Regions from separate parts of the Gossypium hirsutum genome. Here region 1 is linked to region 2. The links are chromatin contacts, called in public Hi-C maps. All regions are on one chromosome and are shown on one strand. The core of a region is the stretch at or near the end of the contact, and the rest is flanking DNA. Distances in the headings are between cores, read along the strand shown. Region 1 holds the start of LOC107899241 (alpha carbonic anhydrase 1, chloroplastic). Region 2 holds the start of LOC107899244 (F-box/kelch-repeat protein At1g57790).

Region 1 (3,439 bases), core at 177-2,676, 270 kb before region 2:
TAAATAAATGAAGTAATGGGAGATGAAGCAATGAGTGGAGTGAAAAAAAAATGGAGCAAAACGCTTTACAAAATACAAAAAGTTCAAATCTTATTTGTACCACGAGACTAATAAGATTGAGACTGGATGAGATGTCAATATTCCTGCTTCCTGCACTAACTCAACAGTGGGAATATTCTGTTTTGCATAGTACTTTTTTTCTTCCAAAATAAATGGTTAGGAATGGATCAGTATTTCAATGCCGAATATATGTGGCTCAATCTAGCCTCCCACCTCTTCTTTTACAAACAGGTCACTATCATCAACAGAGAAATGGGCATTATATGGAGTTCGTCCCCACAATAATAATCACCTCTAATAGCATTCCTACGGTCAACTTTTAACATTTTATACTCACTCTTTATAATAATTTTTCATAAATCATAGTATTAGTCATAAATTATAAAGTATATTATTTATTAAATTAATTTTCTATAGTAACAAATTTTACTAAAATTAATTTTATTCCTAAATAATAATTTAGTTAAATACTATTTCAATAAAATATTTAAATTTTACATAAACATTTATTAATCATATTTTATTAAATTAAAATAATATTTAATAAATAAAATAAAATATACAAATTTTATTAAAGATACTATCAAAATCTTACTTAGTAATATTATTTATATACTATAATCTTTAATTAAAAAAAGTTAATATTATCTAAATTTCAAAAGCTATTATAAATATATAATAATCACCCCTTTCAAAATTTTAATAAACAGATAGGTTGTATACTTAAAGAGAAAACTTGATAATATTATTAAAAAAGAATAACATAATGATTAATTTTCATGCCTATATTTAAAAAAACTTGTCCCGCAGCCTCAGTCCCGTGAATATATTCCATGGGTTGATGAACCCTATAATTATATCTGCTATAATTAAAGGATTCCACCTATGATAAAAATAATAAGATAATTGAAAAAGCATTTCAGTCCCTATAATAATTATCCGCCTTATTGATCTAGAACCCAATTTTGATAGATTTAGATTTGCAACCCCTACATCAAGGAATAATATTTAAAACTTAATCATTCAATAATTTTTAAAGTGAATTCTTATATATATATATACATATCTCACATTTAATATTTAGATAATGTGAGATCTAAGATTTTTTTTTCCTCGATAAATATTCACAAGTAGCTTACTTTAAATATTAAATTATTATTCATCACTCAACCATTTTTAACATATGATATACCGTTATAAAAGTCTCATAGAGTAAAACATAAAATCATAATTTTATGATTCAATCCTCCACCTTTATTAATCGAGAATATGTCTGAAAGTTTTCAAAAATTACATTTTTTCCGTCAAATTGTAGCTTTGGTTCATTAGATAATAAATATCAGCATATTACCACTCACTATATATATAGAAAATGGCATATGATTGTGTAAGGTGCTCAAGAAACTCCCAACAGACCCTCTTACTATATTTAGCAGTGGAAAACTGTCAAAACACTAGTAGCCATGAGCAACTGAAAATATGATAATTATATAAGCTTTTCTTCAATTGTTCTTCTGTTTGGCAAGGTGAATTATTGTGGGTAGTCCAAGATTTGGGTCGTGTTATTAATGGCTCTTCAACTTTTCATCATCTTCGCGCTTAGTTTGCTTCTTGGCATTGCTTCTGCCATTGATGGTACGATCATGTTCTTGCAGCTTTTTCTTTTGGAAAATCATCGTATATATGTTCTGAATTCCAGACTCACTTCTTTATATATATATATTCTTTTTGTTGGGTTAGTTTTTAGAGGAATGGAGTTCGGCTATTCAGGCCACAATGGTCCAGGCAAGTGGGGAAAATTGAATCCAACATTCTCACCATGTTCCACAGGCAAAAGACAGTCTCCCATAAACATTCAGAGGAATCTGACGGTCCACAACAAACTACTGAAACCTTTAACCAGGAACTACGAATCTGCAAATGCTACGCTCGTTAACAGAGGCTACAGCGTTGGGGTTAGTTTCAAAGCAATTCCTCCTACCTGCCCATCATTCATCATATTTAGGATGGTATGTAGAAATTTGATGAATATTGGGAATGCAGGTGCGTTTTGAGGAATCTCCTGGAGATTTATTGATTAATGGCAAAAACTATACCCTCCAGCAATTCCACTGGCATTTACCTGCTGAGCATCACATTGAAGGACAAAGGTAAGTTTAATTTCTCTCTCTAAACACTATTATGTGATTGGATTGGTTGGTCCAAGTTTATCCTATGTTACATTAAAGAGACCAATTCGCTTTTATGGGCTCTTTTGCCTCTTCCCACCTCGTTTTGACCCTTTTAAATATACAGATTTGCAGCTGAGCTTCATATGGTCCATCGGGCAGCAGATAACAGTGCTGTAGTTGTATCTATGCTCTACCATGAAAGCAAAGCCGATCCACTTTTCTCTATGGTAAACCTTCTTAAAATTCCCCTACTTGATATCGCATTTTAAAATATATGGGTACCAAAGTTTCACCTTCAAAATAAAACTATCTATTCTTATTCAAACTCGATTAATCTAAATCAAACTTGATTTCACCATAAGATAACAACTAAAATTAATAACGATCCTAAATCAAAACATGAAATCGTTTGAACTTGAGATGACAGATCTACTTCTATTTCTATATTAATTCTCATATCCAAATAACATAGCCCATGTTATGTTGTTCAAAGAAAAAGGAGGGGCAGGATGATGAAACATTGTAATTTTATGATTTCAGATTATGGAAGGATTGAAACATTTGGGAAAGGAAAATACAGAAGTTCCTCTTGGTACCTTGAATATAAATGAATTGAACCGAAGACCCCGCAAGTATTACACATATGTTGGTTCTCTCACCACTCCTCCATGCACCGAGAATGTCATATGGATCATTCTTGGAAAGGTTTTTTTTTTTTTTTTTTGCAATGTAGGAAAATGAAAGTATATTTATTATATGTTACACTCAAAATGGCTAAAAGTACACAAATTTGCAGGTGATGTCGATTTCGAAAGAGCAAATAACTACTCTTGACAGTCCGTTGAATTCACATTGCAAGAAAAACGCAAGGCCTTGTCAACCATTGAATGGTCGAGAGGTTGATATGTATGATGAGCTTAAGTAATAAAGCTTAATTAATAATCTTCTTCACTCAAATTGGGTGCAATACAAGGTGGGGGAAAACTATTGTCACTACGCCAAAACAGGTCTTTAGCGGCGTATTTTGTGGCGTTTGGAAAACAAACGCCGCTAAAAATTGAACATTAGCGGCGCATTAACGAAAACGCCACTAATAATAAGCAATAGCGGCGATTCACAAAAAGCGCCGCAAAAAAATAAGGCCAACGACGCTGTTTACTAAGTTTTTGGGCCATTAACGGCGTTTTTATAAAAACGCTGCTAATGCT
Region 2 (3,594 bases), core at 943-3,442:
TGGTTCAGGGTGATCTATATGTGGTTGAGTTTGTGCGACTTAGTTAGTATGCACTTGAGTTGATTCTTTCTGGGATGGACCATTGTAAGAGGTTTCGTTTTGGGCTAAATCGTGATATTCGAGTTTATTTGGTAGTTCAGAATGTGGAGATGTTCGATGAGTTAGTTGAGAGAGTTAAAACAATTGAGGAGACTTTAGCTGAGCTGCCTCATTCTATGGTTACTGATTCTAGCAAGAGAGCTTTTAATGGTGCATCGATACGACCGTCTAAAAGAGGGCATGATGTTTCTGGTAGAGGTGCAAGACGTGGGTCTCGACCGAGTTGGTCCAAGTAGTAGAGTAGCACTGTGGTTAGTACTAGTGGTTCAACGGGTAGTTCTAGTTGGCCGCTTTATGCACATTGTGAGCGTAGGCATTCTGGAAACTGTCGTAAGTTAACAAGCAGATGTTTTAAACGTGGTTCGAAGGAATATTTTTTGAGGGATTATCTGCATAGGGTTAAGGTTTCACAAACTCAGAGTTCGGTACCTATTTCTGTGCCTACTAGAGGTCGTGGTCGCGGTAGAGGTAATGGGAGACCAGTTGGGCAACAGATTGTTGCTCATATTGTTGCCACACAGGTTGAATCTAGAAGTCCAGCTCGATTTTATGTTGTTAGGAAGCCGGAGGATCAGGATCCGACTGACGTCATCGTAGGTACTTTCACTTTGCAGTTTACTCCATTCATTTCCTTAGTTGATTCAGGATCGATGCAATTGTATATTTTGAGTGAGTTGGCAGTAAGTTAGCAATCCCTGTTGAGACTATTGGTTTGGGTATGATTGTCATTAGTTTATTCGTGATAGTGTGGTAGTGAATAAAGTTTATCATAGATGCCCTTTTATGATTCAAGGACATGTTTTCTCTGTTGATCTTATGATTCAAGAACATGAGATCTTCCACCTGAATTCCTTTAGGCTACCATTGGGATCATGAGACAGTTCTTTGTATGAGGGGCGTCGAGATGCAACATACCATCAAGATAACTAATAGGTGGACCGGCTACTAGTCTTGTAGGAACGTAGAGATAGTTGTTAAGCTTAATGCTTTAGAGCTAGGACGATTTACTAGGATGAGTCTTGCGTTGAATAAATGGGGCAAACAAGCATAGCCCTTGAAGTGGCCCTAATGAGTAATGTGATGGGCTAAAAGTGGCCCTTAGTTGGTGAACAGCCAACGATCGAGTAGTGCCATTGGGTTATAGCACATAAGACGCATCAAACGAGCATGGACTTGGTGTTGGGTTCCCCAAACCTTCAGCAAAGATACCTTGTGACTTAGACCGTGATGGTCGATGCTCAACGTCATTAATGGAGATGATGCTTGAGACCTCTTGCAAGCATGAGTGCTAAACGTGCGACAAGAGTGGGTTCCCTCCCTTGTTCTAAATGGTTGGATGCAAGTGACTTCGTAAGGCCGAAACAAGTGAGAGGCCTTTTGGACAAAGCATCAATGTGAACTAAGATAGTCCACTAAAAAGGACCTAAGAAAGGTTGATCATGGTTATGAGTAGTCATCTTGCCACACAGAATCATGCTATTCGGGTCAAGGAATGGGATATTTGTGACACTAGGGTAGCTTTATTGTATGCAAATTGTGTTGTTTGGAATTTTGTTCCTTTTGTTTTGAATTCTAATTCTACTCAGCTTGATAGTGGGAATATGACGGATGGTAGGAATAGGTGTATAGGGTAAGCCTGCTACTTGGGTTTTAGGTTTATCCTCCTACTTGTTTGTCTCTATTTCGTTGTTTCGTTTAATTGATATTTTACGTTAAGAAACCACTAAAGTAAAAAGGTAAAATTTTAAATGGCATTAAAATGACACAAAAAAATTAGAATTTAACATTTTAAAACATAATAAGAATTGAGTTGTTCATTTTTTACGTCATTTTAAAACAGGACAAGTTATACCCTGCCGCTAGTATTATAAAAATTAATGGTACAAAAACCAACTTACTCGCTTTTATTATAAAAAATCGTCTAAATCAATTAACGGAAGTAACAAATTAAAAATATTAGTATACCTCGCCACTAGGGTTGTTCTCTATTCTCTCTCCTCGGATAAGTAGAACTCTTATGAAAATTTCTTTTTATCTTCCCCTCTCGTTTCTTTGGGTTTCTCTCAAGATTAGAGTTTTTTCTTTTCTCGTTTTTTAGATTGTTTAAGAGCATTTTTTCGATTAGATATGAAGACTTATCTCAAAATTCTCTTTGCTTTCTTATTTTTTGAAACTTTCGAGTTTTTTCGAATCTCACCACTTTTCAAACCGTAAGTCTTCTTCTTCTTTTTTTGGTTGGGGTGGGGGGGAACCTCCGTTTTATGAGCCAAGTTCCCATGTCGAACTTGTATCTTCAGTGGCGCTAATTGTCAAGATCTTATTCCATGTTTTTGCTATGTTAGAGTTGTTATTTTGTTTTCAAAAGTCTACTAGCCTTTTAATTTGCATTTAAAATATTGGAGAAATTGAATATGATGGTTGATTCTTTTACTATTAGGCTTGGTTCTATCTATGCAGTTAATTATTAAAGGAATATGGGTATTACTGGCTTTGTTTTGGTTGTCTCCTTATCATTAGGATGGGATGTTTCTTTAAAAATGAATGTTCTTTCTTTTTGCTTACTCGGTGAGTTGGTTGGGTTATGGCTAGTAAAGTTGGTGTCTCATCCTGTACTGTTTACGGTGATCAAAATGAAATTTATGTTCCAACAATAACAATAATAATATAATATAGAAAGAAAAGAAAAATATGGACGATTTATGGTAATGTATTTTGTTGGGAATTTTTCTTGACATGGGATCGTATCCATTCTTACTTTTGTAATGGATTTGCAATAAATGAATTTCCTATTTTGAAAACAAAAATGGTAACCATAAGACCAAGCCTTCACTACACAACCTCTCACTAATAAATCAAAACTCGCCGCTTCATCTAAACACAAAACTCAACTTAACATCACTACATTACGTGGCGTCCATCACTGCCTTTTCCCTACACCTTTTTACTGCTTTTTCTATTTGCACCTCAAAACACACTGCAAAACCTTTAGTTTTCTGCTTAATATGGCTGCAACAAAGAAAAGAAAGCTTAAATTGTAAGGTTTTGTTTTTAAATTTTTATTCTTTTGGGTTCTTTGAGTGACCAAGTTGGTAGCTTTACCTATTTTTAATAAAAAAATTGAAACTTCGGTGATTAGGTTTTCATGCAAATCACAGTTGCGTTTTGGGAATTATAGCTTCTTGAGTTCTGAATATGAGAACAAAATTTGATTCTTTACTTAATAAGGAAGTAGAATTATGCAAATTTGTTGGCAAGGCTGATATTTTTCTTTTGTTTATGCCTATGCTTGGGAGTCATTCTGGGTTTTGAGAAATTGCAGGGATAGATAGTTGAGAATTTTAATTTTCTTTTTTTTGGGTCTTTAACCATGGTTACAAATCATTGCATGTTTAGGGGATTGGAGCGATTCAGTATTGATTCCTTGTTAATGTGTTATTTTGGAGCGATTCCGCCTTTTGGGTTGAAGAAATGCAGCAAGCATTGGATTTTGAATCT

Evidence for each region. Hi-C and Micro-C count contacts between places; a contact is called where the count stands out from the background.
Region 1: a contact with region 2 is called in a Hi-C map of leaf, with 1.6 times the contacts expected there. The contact joins the promoter of LOC107899241 here to the promoter of LOC107899244 in region 2. A contact is called at or near these places in 5 of 34 Hi-C or Micro-C datasets (anther, hypocotyl, leaf and 1 more).

Annotation. Positions count from the first base shown.
Region 1 is chrD04:35,639,082-35,642,520 of Gossypium_hirsutum_v2.1, reverse strand. It overlaps LOC107899241 (alpha carbonic anhydrase 1, chloroplastic), which reads left to right and starts at 1,426. Exons shown (of 6, transcript XM_016824895.2): 1 at 1,426-1,695; 2 at 1,801-2,015; 3 at 2,104-2,210; 4 at 2,356-2,458; 5 at 2,772-2,936; 6 at 3,028-3,188. The coding sequence starts at 1,629. The coding sequence ends at 3,156.
Region 2 is chrD04:35,374,677-35,378,270 of Gossypium_hirsutum_v2.1, reverse strand. LOC107899244 (F-box/kelch-repeat protein At1g57790) reads left to right here and starts at 2,192. Exons shown (of 3, transcript XM_041091329.1): 1 at 2,192-2,309. The coding sequence starts at 2,227.